2 separate regions of the Danio rerio genome follow, and region 2 is linked to region 1. A link is a contact called in public Micro-C data. All regions are on one chromosome and are shown on one strand. The core of a region is the stretch at or near the end of the contact, and the rest is flanking DNA. Distances in the headings are between cores, read along the strand shown.

Region 1 (7,320 bases), core at 1,942-4,441:
AAATTTTAGAAATAGACAATTGTGACTCAGAATACTTACAGCGTAAAAGGCTTTAATTCTGAGCTATGGGGACTGGGAGTGGTTTTTAGGATCAAATATGCCACTTTACTCAGCTGATTGTTCAGGTTTGGGTTTGCGATGTATAACTCAAAATTAAACCTGCTCCAGAATAGATTAGCCATGTAGCGCAAGTTACTATAGTGAAGAAACCATCACCAAACCAACTCACATTATTGAGCCTGAAAACTTAACCTGGGTAAAAACCAAAACTGTCTTTGTGCGACAGGCCTCTGTTTAGTGTAGCGCATAGGTCTCAAGCTCAGTTCCTGGAAGACCACAGCTCTGCACAGTTTTGCTCCAATGCTAATCAAATACAGGTGATCCAACTAATCTAATGTTTAAGACTAATAGAGACTATTAAGCAGGTGTGGGTTGGAGATGGTTGGAGCTAAACTATGCAAAGCTCTGGCCCTCTAGGAATTGAGTTTGAGACCATTGTTGTAGCTATTCACAATTAATCCACGATAAAACATTATATAAATATAAAATATTATAAACACAAGGTTGGGACTCCCCTACTTCTGTAGGTTGAATTCATAATATTCCTCACATATTTCTTACTTTGGATAAAAAGCTATCTAATTCATTACTCACTTTGGTTGATTTTTCCTAAGCCGTACACCACTTTTGACCATATGAACCCTTTTCACAAGACACATTTAATGGTAATCAGCATCTTAAATCTTTGAACTTTTTAATATTTAGATTTTTTTTAAACATATGAACATTTATACGTATTTATGTATCTATTATATAATCTTTGCATCAAATTACAATAAAAGAATCACCACTGAGGTATTTGAAATGCAGAGTATACACAGGCAACACAGTAAATTTGACATTGTTCTCTCTTCTGTCTTAAACATTTTTTTTTCCTTTTTCTGAAAGTGTTGATAACACCATTGTGAATTTTTTTTTTTTTCAGCAAAATAGGATTGTAAAAAAATATTTGTTGTACTCTCATACTCACTGCACTCTAAGTTTAATTCAATTCAAGAGTTCACACTTCGCTGATAATTGATAATAAAGCGTTTGGCATGCTGTCCCTGAGAGCCCTGAGAGCTCAGAAGATCCTTGAGCCTGGGGCTCCCTTTCATTTCCTAGGCTCAGTTAGGTCTCGAGAGATACCTTGAATTAGTTTGCTCGCCCTATTCCTTAATTATTGTGGGTTTCCACGGTGAAATGAACCACCAACTGTAGCAGCATAAGGCTAGCGGTGAATTCCCAGAACTAAAACACTCATAATTCACTTATACTTCATGTCTTTGGACTGTGGGAGGAAACCGGAGTACAGGGGAAAGCGACGGCAACACAGGGAGAACATACAAACTTCACACAGAAAAGCCAATAGGCTAGCCAGGACTCGAATCAGCAAGCTTTTTGCTGCGAGGCAACAGTGGTAACCACTGAGCTGCAGTGCCATCCTGTCCTGGATTAACTTATAGAAAGGAATAGGGGAGCTGTAGGGGTGGGTGAAAGATTCTTCCAAATCGAAGATGCCTAAGGTAAGAAAATCTGGTTATTTTTGTGCATTTGGATTCGTCTGAATCATATGATAGCTAATGCGGGACAAGCTGTGGTCAATCATAAGCATGTCAATCATTATAAATAAACTTCATTTCATCTTTATTTTTATAGCGCTTTAACAATGTAGATTGTGTCAAAGCAGCTTAAGATAAATGAAGTTCTTGTAAATTAATTCTGTGTCAGTCTAGTTTTCAGAGTTTAAGTTCTGTTTTGTTCAGTTTAGTGTGCTTTAAATTTCACTGCTGAAACTCCAAACACCAAAGAGCAAATCCACTGATGCACAGCTCCACAAGGCCCAAAACCCAGCAAGCCAGTGGTGACAGCAGCGAGGAACAAAACTTTATAAAATGAGTAGACTGAAGGATAAAAACTTGAGAAACCAGGCTCAATCGGGCAAGACCATTTCTTCTCTGGCCAAACTGGCCAAAAGAATCAATGTGTACTGGTATTGTTTAGACCACAAAACACACACACACACACACACACACACACACACACACACACACACACACACAAATAAAAACCTGAACAGCAAAGACATAAAAAATATATGTACATTTTATTTGACAAAAAAAAAAATCTTAATATGGTTGACTTGATGATAATTTTCTTGAATTAAGGATATTCCGGAACTAAACAATCAACCCACTTCAGCATCAAGCACTAGCCTCTGTCCTCAGTTTCTTGAGGATTTCCTCCTGGCTCACATCTGCCGTCACTCTGATCACCTTTTCTCTCGATTTGGACCCCTGTTGTGCAATTGAAACCACATTAATGATTAATAAAAGCATATAATTAAGCTTAGCGGCCAGAAAGCACTTAAATAACGGCGTTTATAGGAGCTGACCTTGTCTAATGATACTTCGCTTTTCTTCAGCTGCAGGACTTTGGATAAAAAGCGCAGGAGTTCAGCGTTTGCCTCTCCATCTGTCGGCGGCGCAGCAATGGCGACCCCCACCGCCTCCTCAGACACATCTGGCAAAACAAGAGGAAAAACTGGGGTTACTGTGAACCAACTCCCAACAGATAACGAGTATGTGTCTTCATCCAAATATCTGACAGACTTAACCGGTGACTGCGTTTTGTTTGGCCCCGGGTTTAGCATGTATTGCTATTGTTATGGTCCCGTCTTTAAGTTTCATAACAGGGCCGGGAGGAATCTCTGGTACTTTTGGACTGCTTTTGCTCTAAGGGGAATAAAGGTTTAAAAGTTGTCACACTGTCAGTTCTCAGTCATAAAATTATCATATATGGAATTGACAAACACATAGACACAAGTAAAATCCTGACTCGTAATTTGGTAGCTTAATATGTCATGCTGCTGTCATTACTAATCTAATCCTACAAGATATTATTATTAATGAAGAAATGTAATGAGCCCTACCGTCTTGTCCTTTTTAGGCATCGTGTTGTATTGTGAGTAAACGGGGTTGCGAAGTGTGGGTTTACTCGTCAAAAGCGTCCGACTGTAATATAGTGAGGGTTTCACGGATGGTAATAGAAATATTCGTACAAATGTAATAATTTGGGAATACATCAGCTAAAACACCGCAGCTTTATTGAGTGAGCAGCGTGGGTCGCGCGCATGACAACAAACATCGAAATGCGTTTAGTGCGTCAAGTGTGCGCGCTAAATGCGCAGGATAGTGAAGGGCAACACATTCAATACACCGCCAAATAATATTTATTTGTCAATATTTATTTGGTATTTTTAATTTTTTTTTTCACCTTTCAAGAAATTATAATAAATTATCAACTAAATGTTTTATTTTATGTTATTTTATTGCGCATGTTATATGTTATGATTTACATGTTTAATTAAATAAAACTAATATTAGTAGTTAATTAATAGATAAAAAGTTATTTACTTAACTATTATTGTTGTTGTATTTATGTTTGCTGCAATACTAATTTCATTGATATAAAAGTCTTATTAAATTGACAACTCGCTATTATTAGTAATAGTGTTTTAATAACAGTGGTTAGTTTTGTAATAATATTAAAACAACAACTGAATAAAATTATGACAAATTAATTATTTATTTTTAATAAATTGCTATTAAATAAGTTATTTTAGTTGAAGTATTAAGTTTAACATTTATTAAAGTTAATGTATTGTTAGCAGTAGTGATTTTAATCTTTTAAATGGTTATTATTAACAATAACTATAAAATAGCTTCTCATGTATTACAAAAATTATATTATTTAAAAAGGTAGAAGTAAAGCTGTTAATATAGTAGATGTTTAATGTTTATTAGTGATATTTATAATTATAATAATAAAACAGGTATACCAAATAATTCAATAATTTTTAAATAACATACAATTATTTTAACTTAGTAAACCTATACTAGCAAAAAAGATAATTTAGTATGGTAACACTGTAATAACTACATAATTAACTCATTATTTGTTAAGCATTAACTCTACGTCAATAGATGTTAGTAAGCAAGTTATACAGCTTCTAATGCTTTATTCTTGACTTTAAAACACATTTATAGTGTCCGTAATAATTGTATATTTATACTTTGCTACTTGTTAATTGTTCATTACTAAATTCAGTATTGCATTATTTACAAACTATTTGTATTTACGAGTAGTTGGGGTTTTTAAGATTATTCAGAATGAGCAAATAAATGATTAATAAAATATTTAAATCAACATTCATATATTTTATTATTCAGGCATATAATAATAGTTATTATGTATGTTAATAAATGCTTTATCAACTCAACTTTATGCAGTTTTATGACCTAATATAAAGTGAGGACTATTTATGCTTCATAAATCCTTTATAAATGACAAAGGCTTGGAATCAACTTAACAATAAATGTTTGCAAACTTATCTAAAAAAACAAAATTACTGTAAACTTTAAACATTGTCAAATAACGAGTGTCAAAATACGACATAATATTGCATAAAACAACAACAATATAATTCATTATAATTAGTCCCTTTATTAATCTGGGGTCGCCACAGCGGAATGAACCGCCAACTTATCCAGCATATTTTTACAGCTGCAACCCATCTCTGGGAAACAACCATACACACTCATTCACACACTCATACACTACGTACAATTTAGCTTACCCAATTCACCTGCACTGCATGTCTTTGGACTTGTGGGGGAAACCAGAGCACCCGGAGGAAACCATGCGAACATTGGGAGAACATGCAAACTCCACACAGAAATGCCAACTGACCCAGCTGAGGCTCGAACCAGCAACCTTCTTACTGTGAGGCGACAGCACTACCTACTGCGCCACCTCGTCACCCAACAATATAATAATTTAACAATATATTACAACATTTAGGTTATTTAGTGATGTTTAAACTGTGCAGTTATTGTATTTTAGATAAAATTGCAATGACGGGCAAAGCAGTGGCGTAGTAGGTAGTGCTGTCGCCTCACATCAAGAAGGTCGCTGAGTCATTGGTTCGAGCCTCGGCTACGTTGGCGTTTCTGTGTGGAGTTTGAATGTTCTCCCTGCGTTGGCATGGGTTTCCGCCACAGTCCAAAGACATGTGGTACAGGTGAATTGGGTAGGCTAAATTGTCCGTAGTGTATGAGTGTGTGTGTGAATGTGTATGTGGATGATTCCCAGAGATGGGTTGCGGCTGGAAGGGCTTCCGCTGCGTAAAAACTTCCTGGATAAGTTGGCGGTTCATTCCGCTGTGGCGACCCCAGATTAATAAAGGGACTAAGCCAACAAGAAAATGAATGAATGAATGAATGAAGATTGCAATGACCTTTCATTTGATACAGTTTCATTTGTGTATATATTCGACTGAATAGAAATGAATAAAGTTATTTATTTTCTTTTTTTCCTGTTTAGAATGAAACTGAGCCTTTAATTGTCATTTATGAGGGATTTATGAAGCATAAATAGTCCTCACTTTAGTTCAAAAAACTGGATGAAGTTGACTTAATAAAGCATTTATCAACATACAAATGAATTGTTATTAAATGTGTGAATAAGATATATGAATGTTAATTTGAATAGTTTATTAATCATTTACTTTCACATTCTGAATGATCTTAAAATGGCACCAACTATTCTTAAAAAACTAGTTTTAAAATAATGCTATACTTAATTATGTAATGAAAGAATAATCAGTAACATAGTATGAAAACTCAATCATTAAGCACATTATACATGTGCTTATAAGTCAAGCCTACAGCATTTGTAACTGTATTATAACTGCTTAGTAACGCTTATTTATGTAGAGTTAATACTTAACAGATGATGAATTAACTATTTGCTAATGCTTAATAGATGATTCATAGTGTCTAGTTTAGAAAAAGTGTTACATTTAGTACTTTTAATAATACAAATAACACAATAGCAAAATTCACTAATTATTGTACTTTTTCATTACTACTTTATTTGCATTTTCGGTTGTAATAATTGTCAAAAGTAACAACAATAAATGATACATTTAATAAATATTATTAAAAGATTATACTAAAGACACTATATATGATTACTAATAGTATTGATTATTATATTATATTATATTATATTATATTATATTATATTATTTTATATTACATTATATTACATTATATTATATTATATTATATTACATTATATTACATTATATTATATTATATTATTTTGTTTTCTGGTCTGTTTGTTTCTCCTGTTATTTAAAGTATACTTTTCCAGAACACAGATCCCTCCTCCAAGATGCAGTTAAGTTCCTCCTATTTTCATCCAGCCACAAACTGGCTGTTCACACAGAGACTGAGCTCAAACACAGCTGCCAAAGAGACCCATCTTCATCTCCACATGCAGCACAAACACACCATCTGGATTTCCTAAAACTCCCAGTCGACAGTGAAGAACGGCTTTATCATGGAGAACAGCTTAAACCAAGAAGCAGAGGAAAATCCCTACCTGTGGTAAGAACTCTTGAAGACTTATAAAAAGGAGTGTTTGAAATGCATACATGGAAATCTAAACTATATTTCTTTTTAATTCAGGGTTGTAAAACCAACACTGGTCTCTTAATAAATTATTAAATTTAAATAAAATGCATTCTCTCATCTGAGCTGACGATTGATTGTGTTTTTCTCAGCTCTTCAAGACTAGACTTGTCTTTACACACACACACACAAGCACACACACTTGCTTTGATCCCGAGGTCTTGTTTCAGTGTATCTACAAAATCCACTGAATTACAATTTCATGCACATTGCTGGTGTTTAGTTTCCCTATGGCAATCTGTCAAGAAGACTTTAGGTTTTTAGCAAATGCATAAACATATATATGTGATTAAAACCCCCCCAGATGTGAGATAATAATAATAATAAAATGCTTTTGTAGTTTTCAGAGAACACCATCTCTCAGACGTAAATGGAGAAAGCGCTATGGAGGCCTGGATGGAAACAAACTGCTGGAGCCGAATAAAGAGGACGACACAAGAGGTACAAAAATAAATACTGTACAATTTGGTGATTTCCACTCACGGTGACCCTGGTTTTGGCATCACAGTAGCTCTGGGAACGTGTTTGCATTTTGTTTGGATCATGGATCATCTCCGCCTCACATTCCACATGTCACCACCACTGATCAGACACCAGCTCTGTAGGAAAACTTTGAGACTAGGGCTAAATGAATGGGACAGTTCGGTAGAAGCTCTCATTTAACTGGGCTTGTGGTCAACATCTGGGCTGTAAAAAATGTGCAGAGGCAGTGGGTGTGTTCTGGAGAGAAGTGATGTGGCAT
Region 2 (7,320 bases), core at 2,760-5,259, 270 kb after region 1:
CTCAAACTCCTGCAAATTAATCCAGAAGTTACATTATCAAATTTAATAGGTGAGTTGCCAATTTAAAGAAGATTTTATTTGTTTGATTATTTGTTTATTTGATTTCCTACTGATGCATGCAATGTATGGTATATATATATTTGTGTAAAACACAGAAAGGTCAGTGGATGAAATGCATTTAGTCCCGTCGAAACCTGATGTTGGTAAAAAGATGATGGAAATCAAACCTAATGGTAAGAAATTTCCCCCAAAAATATTATATTCTATTATGTAATAGCTGATTAACAGTAACCAAAAACGCTACTTCTGCTTATAATGAACAAATATTGTTTGTTGGTGTGGACGATAATATAGATATCTTAATAGTTTTTGTGCTTGATGTAATTGGGTGTTAAGGGTACACATTTAAATGCCCATTTCTGCTTGATTTTTACTCTGTTTGTTTTTGCAGTGCCTAAAGCCAAATGTGGCCTGGCCAAACCATGTCCTGCAGGTGGTTTGGCCTTTAAGATGTACAGCGGTGCAACTAATATAGTTGGACCCCAAATATGCTTTGATGGAAAAATGTAAGGATGTTGACTTCTCATGCATGATTAAATAAAATAGCATAAAAGTGTTATTTAAATCACAAGTGGAGTTTAAGCCAGTTCTGCAATTTTGTTTAAGGTTAATACAGAAAGAGACACGAGGTAACTGGCTTGGAATTAATATTGCTGTTATCAATGGTAAGTGAATGCTAAGAAAATAAGTAACTTGTGAAAATATTGGGAATTAATTTTGAACTTTTATAATAGGGCTGCATGATAGTAGAAAAAAAGATGCAATTATGTTGAGTATTGCCATAACAATGTTTCTAATAAGTAATATTTCTATATTTAATCATTCATTTAATGATATAACTTTTTTCAGATTTAGTTCATTTTAACACAGACAAAAAAAAGCTGTCTCAAGGTGCAAAAAACATTGTAAAATGATATGAATTAATGTAAAATTGTGATGGGTATAACAAATGAAAACCACAGCAGATATTCTGACTCTGATTGGCTGTTGTCCTTTTCCTCCAGTCTCAACTCCCACCATTACTGTTTGATTAGGGCCACTTCAGCCAATAGCAGAACAGCAGCTACTGCGGAGCTAGTAAGGCCCTATCTGATTGGTCAAATTTTGCTAACCAACTAATGCATAAAATAAATATCATTTATCACACATCTGCAATACGTATACTGCATATACTACTATTGTGATCATTTTTTAAATATATTGTGCAGCCCTAATATATAATATTTAAATCAGTGGTAACATTACTTTCTTATTGTACTTAAGTGCATTTTTAAGTAGATCATTTGTACTTTTACATCTACTTATTACATTCAAAAAGAACAAAACTACATTTGTAAATTTGATAAAAACATGCCATAGTTTTAAACTGTAGACATCGTCGTGATTCATTTCAAATAAGATGTTTTATTGGTTGTGAACATTGTTAGAACTTTATTTCTAATTTATAATAGTAATAAATAAATGTATTTTATTTCTAATTTATTTCTTTATTTCTTGCTGAGTGTATTTTTGCCTCTGTCGCCAACCCATGTGTTCAAATGATTCAAAGAGAACTAGTCAGTGACTCACTAATTAAAATGATTTGCTCAGAGTTAGTCTTCATTCAAAAATTCACTTGTTCAAATGATCTGTTCAGAGTTATTCTCCAGTAAATGACTCACTGGTTCACATGATCTGTTCATAGTTAGTCTCCAGTCAACAACTCACAGGTTCAAATGATCTGTTCATAGTTAGTCTCCAGCCAGAGAGAGTGTCTCTTCATCAACTCACTGGGTCTAATATCAGTTAATATTTATTCTGAAATATATTTTATTAGGGTACCTGTACTTTTTCTGAAATGTTAGTCTTGTGTACTTCCTTCACCATTGATTTTAATATTACTGTTGATGTTGCTGTTTATTTTATGTTTGATAAATGCTCTTTTTTAACTTTGTTTTAAAAATTCAGAAGAAACGGGTGAGCACGTCAAAACTGGCAGCTTCAATATGTGGACTGGAAGTATGTTTCATCTTCATGTTACTGATCTAATTTCTTACCTTGTAAATACAGATTTGCATTTACAGGTCACACATACAGTTGAGATCAGAATTATTAGCCACCCCCCTCTGTTTATTTTATCCCCAATTTCTGTTTAACGGAGAGAAGATTTTTTTCAGCGCATTTCTAAACATAATAGTTTTAATAACTCACTTCTAATAAGTGATTTATTTGATCTTTGCCATGATGACAGTAAATAATATATTACTAGATAATTTTCAAGACACTTCTATACAGCTTAAAGTGACACTTAAAGGCTTAACTAGATTAATTAGGTTAACTAGGCAGGTTAGGGTAATTAGGCAAGTCATTGTATAGCGATAGTTTGTTCTTTAGACAATCGATAAAATATAGCTTAAAAGGGGTTAATAATTTTGACCTTAAAAAATGGTGTTTAAACTGCTTTTATTCTAGCTGAAATAAAGCAAATACCACTTTCCAGACTAAAAAATATTATCAGACATACTGTAAAAATTTTCTTGCTCTGTTGAACATCATTTGGGAAATATTTAAAAAAGAAAAACAAATTCAAAGGGGGGCTAATAATTCTGACTTCAACTATGTAATAACTCAATCTTCTGTTGTTTTTCAGAGGTTGAAGAGTTAATAGAGTTTCTGAAGTCAATAGAGGATGGTTCTTTTGTGCTGATTACCACTTTTGATGATCCATACACAAAGTACAGTAGTTTTAGTTTGCATGTACATCCTATACTGATGTTGTCTTATCGTGATAATAAATGTGGTTTCTTTTATTATAGGCTAAATGAGGAAGCAAGGACGCTTCTTGCAGAGCTTGGCAGTGCATTTATATCTAAAATCGGTTTCAGAGATAACTGGATCTTTGTGGGAGGAAAAAACACCTTAGCCCGAGTCTATTTTGAGCAGGTAATGCCATTGCCAAAAGTAACAATTCATGCAATAAAATACTTTTTTATTTTGTGCTTTTGTGCAACTTTTTCTCTCATTTATGTTTTTTTTTTCAGCACATGAAGAATGACCGGGACACCAATAAGTATGATGGATGGCCAGAAATGATAGAGATGGAAGGTTGCATACCAAGATTACGCTGATTTTCCTACTGCACCAAAGAACAGTTGCTTGTCACTTTTAAATCTGCCACTGGAAGCTATTTTGCCATCTTTGGGTATCATTTCCCCCAACCCCAATGATGTAATTAAAAACATGCGTGTGCATTGGTTTGGATACCAATATATGGGAATATGTACTGAGAAACTTGTACTTGAGTGTGAGACGCTTTTGATATAAAAATAAAAAATTCATCATATTTAACGTTTTTTTTTTCCTAAAAATTTAATTATACAGGCATTTTAGTTCTGTGTGTGTGTTTTTGTTAAAAGGTGGTAGTAGCCTACAACAGGGGTTAAAAACCTTTTTGATCCAAAGTATTAAGTGGCCATTATCAGTATTTTCGAATGCAAAGTGGCAAAAATAAAAATATGTGATGTCTTTTGTGACTTTTGTTGGACAGACTGTCTTCTAAAGATTTGTTTTAGTTGATGCACAACAATTATAGATAATGATGATGTATATTATATAATTAAGTTAATTATGCTTTTTTTAATCCCTGGGTGTTTTATTTTAAAAATCATCGCCAGTTTAATGAGTACAGTTGAAACTAATGCTGTTATCTCTATGTGGTTTATGATGCTGTTGTAGTATAGTTTGTATGCCTCATAAAACATTTCAGATGTTTAGCATTTAGTATTTGAACGGGTTAAAATCAAAATGAATTAATTACATTTTGCTAGTTATGATTATGACTTAAATCATGGTAAAGAAATATTATTTTTTATGACCAAACAACTTGCAACGTGCCAAATCGAAAGCATACATCGCACGCTTGCGTAAACTGTGCGCAGCGTTGATCTGCAAACGACACGAAGCCACTCCCATCACTTCAACGCAGTAATGCACCGCGTCAAGTCATGGACCAAAATGGTGAGCTACAAGCTAATATAATGAAGCATTTTACGCCAAATTTACATTTTAAATACACAAAACGTTTCATAGTGAAAGACAACCACCTGCCAGTAAAGCAGCGAGCCCTTGGTGCCATTTATATGTCGCTATGTGTTGGCAGTGAACGCATTTATTGTCAGTATCCCGCTAACTAGAGGCTGACAGGACGTCCAAGTGCCATAAACCCAGAAACATTCAAATTAGTCTTAGATATGTATTAAAACACCTGTATACTCATGAATTAACATGTAGAGTTTCTGTAAGCGTTGTGGTAGAACTAACGCTTGTCTTCATATAGAAGTCACTGGCCTTGGGTTTTTTAGTTTGTTTTGCTTGTTATTGCACTCATGTGTTCGTTAATTGAATTATAATAATGCCTATAGTAGTACTGTTTATCTATTTATCCATTTCAGGAAGTGCTTCTTTTTATTCAGAGGTAATACGGTGATAAACTGTGTTTATGATGTAGCATTAATGCTGTGTGTGCTTGTATAGTGTAGTTTACTTATTTTGGATGTCTTCTGTGTCCTCCTCAGATAATGACCTTCAGGGAACTGATGGTTCTGGATCACTTGGAGGTCTTGATGTTCGCAGACAGATCCCAATCAAGTTACTGTCTAAACAGACAATGAGAGGCAAACCACCTGCCCAACCTCAGCGTCCAGCCACCAGACTGCCCTCAAAGAGAGAGGAAGGTTGGTCTCAGTTTGTGACTAAAGTATAGTACAATTAAATTGGACATAATGCTACACACACATCTGGAATGAATTTCCTAAAAGCATCCAAAGTAGATCACTGAACTATTGACATCAATGCACTCTATGATCACTTGGCTAACGATGCTTTTGGGAAATGCTGCCTGATCTTTAGGACTGACTCAGTCTGCAATTGCTAAATTTATATAGGTTACTTTTCATACATTTAAAGATTTTCTATATTTTCTGGACACATGATTAAAAACAATAGTTGTGACTTTTTTTAATATTAAAAATAATAGTTTTTTTTTTTTTTGCAATTCTTAGTTTAAGAGAACATTTAAATGATTTAACTTCTGCATAATAAATCTGCCTATAGATAACAACATTATCAACAACACCCTGTCCAATGGATCACAAAAAAATGACTTCTAAATAATACTTATAATAATACTTATCTTTTCTGATTTTTTTTTTAATGTGCACCTTTAAACCATTTTTATTGCCTTTTCAGTCCCACAAAATGCTGTTGACTTGCAAATGAATAGCTAAAATTAATTACAGCTTAATTAATGATTAAGTTAAAGTAACAAAATGTATTAAAGTTAAACTTACCATATAACATGGAATTCAGAATCATTTCCATTTGCGAGTTTATATCTCACCATTCTGACATCTTTCTCATAATTGCATCCCTATTTGTCACTGAGTACGTTTACACCAATAATCCGAATGTAATTATTAGAACAATACTCTGATTAAGGGTGCTTTCACACATGTGGATCGATTCTCTTGTTTCGAAACAGGGATTAAAATTGTTACAATGTTGCTCTTTGTTCTTGGTGCAGTTCGCTTTCACACAGAAAAGTTTTTATATCGACCAAAAGAGCTAAAACAAGTCATGTGCGAGTATACTCCACTCACATTGGTCAGTTTTACGGTTTATTTTGCAGAGTCCCGCTCAGCTGTCAAGCATCCTTATTTTAATTCTTTATGATGAGCAATAAGACATTATAAGCGAAACCTGTGCTTTCATTTTGACTTGTGACACCCACAGACATCATCACCAGATATAAATTTAGAGGTAAAACTCTCTCATACATAATAAGTAATTAAGTAATAAGTAAGTAATAGATAGCTAATAGTAAGTAACAATAGCTGCATCCCAAATGGCACACTATACACTATGCACTCATGCACTATGTACTTATGCACTTACACACTCAACAGGATAGTATATGTATGTAGTGGCGTCCCAAATGGCACACTAATGTTTTTTTTACTAAGTGGAAATTCAAACCGTTTCCCTGATGACGTTTGACGGTTGCCAAATCAGCGAAATAAACGACCGAATTATCAAATAATACCTGCCGTGAGTATTGCAGCATTTACCATCGGGAGGCGCTATAATCACTCTCGTAGGAGAATTTTGCTTTCACCATCCAAAATAACGTTATTCAACATGTGCATCCGATAGCTCCGCCCCTTCCGCTGCGTAAGCAAACCTGCGGTCGTTGAGTGCATGAAGTGTCCATCATTCCACACTTCATTTTAGCGGCTGAATGAGTGCATCATCCGGGTAATTAAAGTGCACTAATAATTTTTTGAATTTTCAGTGTGAACACACTACTTACACTATTTATACTACAAAATGGCGTAGAATAGTGCATAAGTATGCGATTTGGGATGCAGCTAATAAGTTGACATAATACAGGAAATAAAGGCAAGCAATCAGTCAAACAGACATGTGTGCTCAAAGCTCCTGCTGACTGCCTGGACTCAGGAATACTGTCAGTGCATGCTAGAGTGCAAGTATGGTCACCTGATGTGCGTTTTCAGTGGTGTAGTGTGGACGGAGAGCTTTTCAGAAAGGCTCAAGGAAACGCCAGTGTGGACATGGATCATTTTCGTTCTAAAATGCCGTTTTAAGAGAAAACGTATTGGTGGAAACAGGGCCTAAGAAATCAGGATTTTGATGTCACAATGTATTATGAAACATTTATATTTGTCTTTGAAATTGTTAAATATTTGATTAGGTTTTCACTGATTTTGCTATGTCTTATTTTCTTGTCTTTTAAAAATGAAATTATTTGTGATCTTTAGAGCCTTTCAGATATAAACAGGAGGAAAGATTTGAGTGTAAATCAGGTGATGCATATGGAAGCCATCGCAGATTCCCTCATCCAATCTTCTGGGATTATAAGGTTACATGTTTGTCTTCAGTTAGTTACAAATCAATAATGTTTTTAACAATAAAGAGCATTTAATAATAATTGAATAGGTGTTTAAATATGTAACATAAGTATGACCTGCTTGTTTCCACAGCTCAACTTGGTTGGAGTAAAAGATGACACTCCAGTCCATTTCTGCGACAAGTGTGGCCTGCCCATAAAGATTTATGGGCGAATGGTAAAAACAACATTCGTGACCCTACAATACTCTTTATATTCCTTGAGATCCTTCGTTGAAAACAAGGCTTTTTGTTTCCACTAGATCCCCTGTAAACATGTTTTCTGCTATGACTGTGCAGTGTATTACGAGAAGAAGT

The links. A called contact is a pair of places that touch in the nucleus more often than the background predicts.
Region 2: a contact with region 1 is called in a Micro-C map of caudal fin, with 9 times the contacts expected there. The contact joins the promoter of LOC100002706 here to the promoter of zgc:193812 in region 1. A contact is called at or near these places in 3 of 18 Hi-C or Micro-C datasets (caudal fin, hematopoietic stem cells and an unstated tissue) and 1 of 4 datasets of contacts at active chromatin or transcription factors (embryo).

Annotation. Positions count from the first base shown.
Region 1 is chr25:20,721,042-20,728,361 of GRCz12tu, forward strand. It overlaps zgc:193812, which reads right to left and starts at 3,192. Exons shown (of 4, transcript NM_001291888.1): 1 at 2,972-3,192; 2 at 2,657-2,774; 3 at 2,435-2,562; 4 at 2,111-2,336. The coding sequence starts at 3,124. The coding sequence ends at 2,244. glsl (glutaminase like) reads left to right here and starts at 6,341. Exons shown (of 21, transcript XM_009297984.5): 1 at 6,341-6,494; 2 at 6,919-7,019. The coding sequence starts at 6,448.
Region 2 is chr25:20,988,237-20,995,556 of GRCz12tu, forward strand. LOC100002706 (E3 ubiquitin-protein ligase Hakai) reads left to right here and starts at 4,010. Exons shown (of 6, transcript XM_073943099.1): 1 at 4,010-4,056; 2 at 4,614-4,772; 3 at 6,876-6,976; 4 at 7,098-7,181; 5 at 7,266-7,320. The coding sequence starts at 4,044. zgc:101783 reads left to right here. Exons shown (of 9, transcript NM_001004622.1): 2 at 1-49; 3 at 156-233; 4 at 452-566; 5 at 667-725; 6 at 2,008-2,058; 7 at 2,690-2,774; 8 at 2,856-2,982; 9 at 3,081-3,382. The coding sequence ends at 3,167.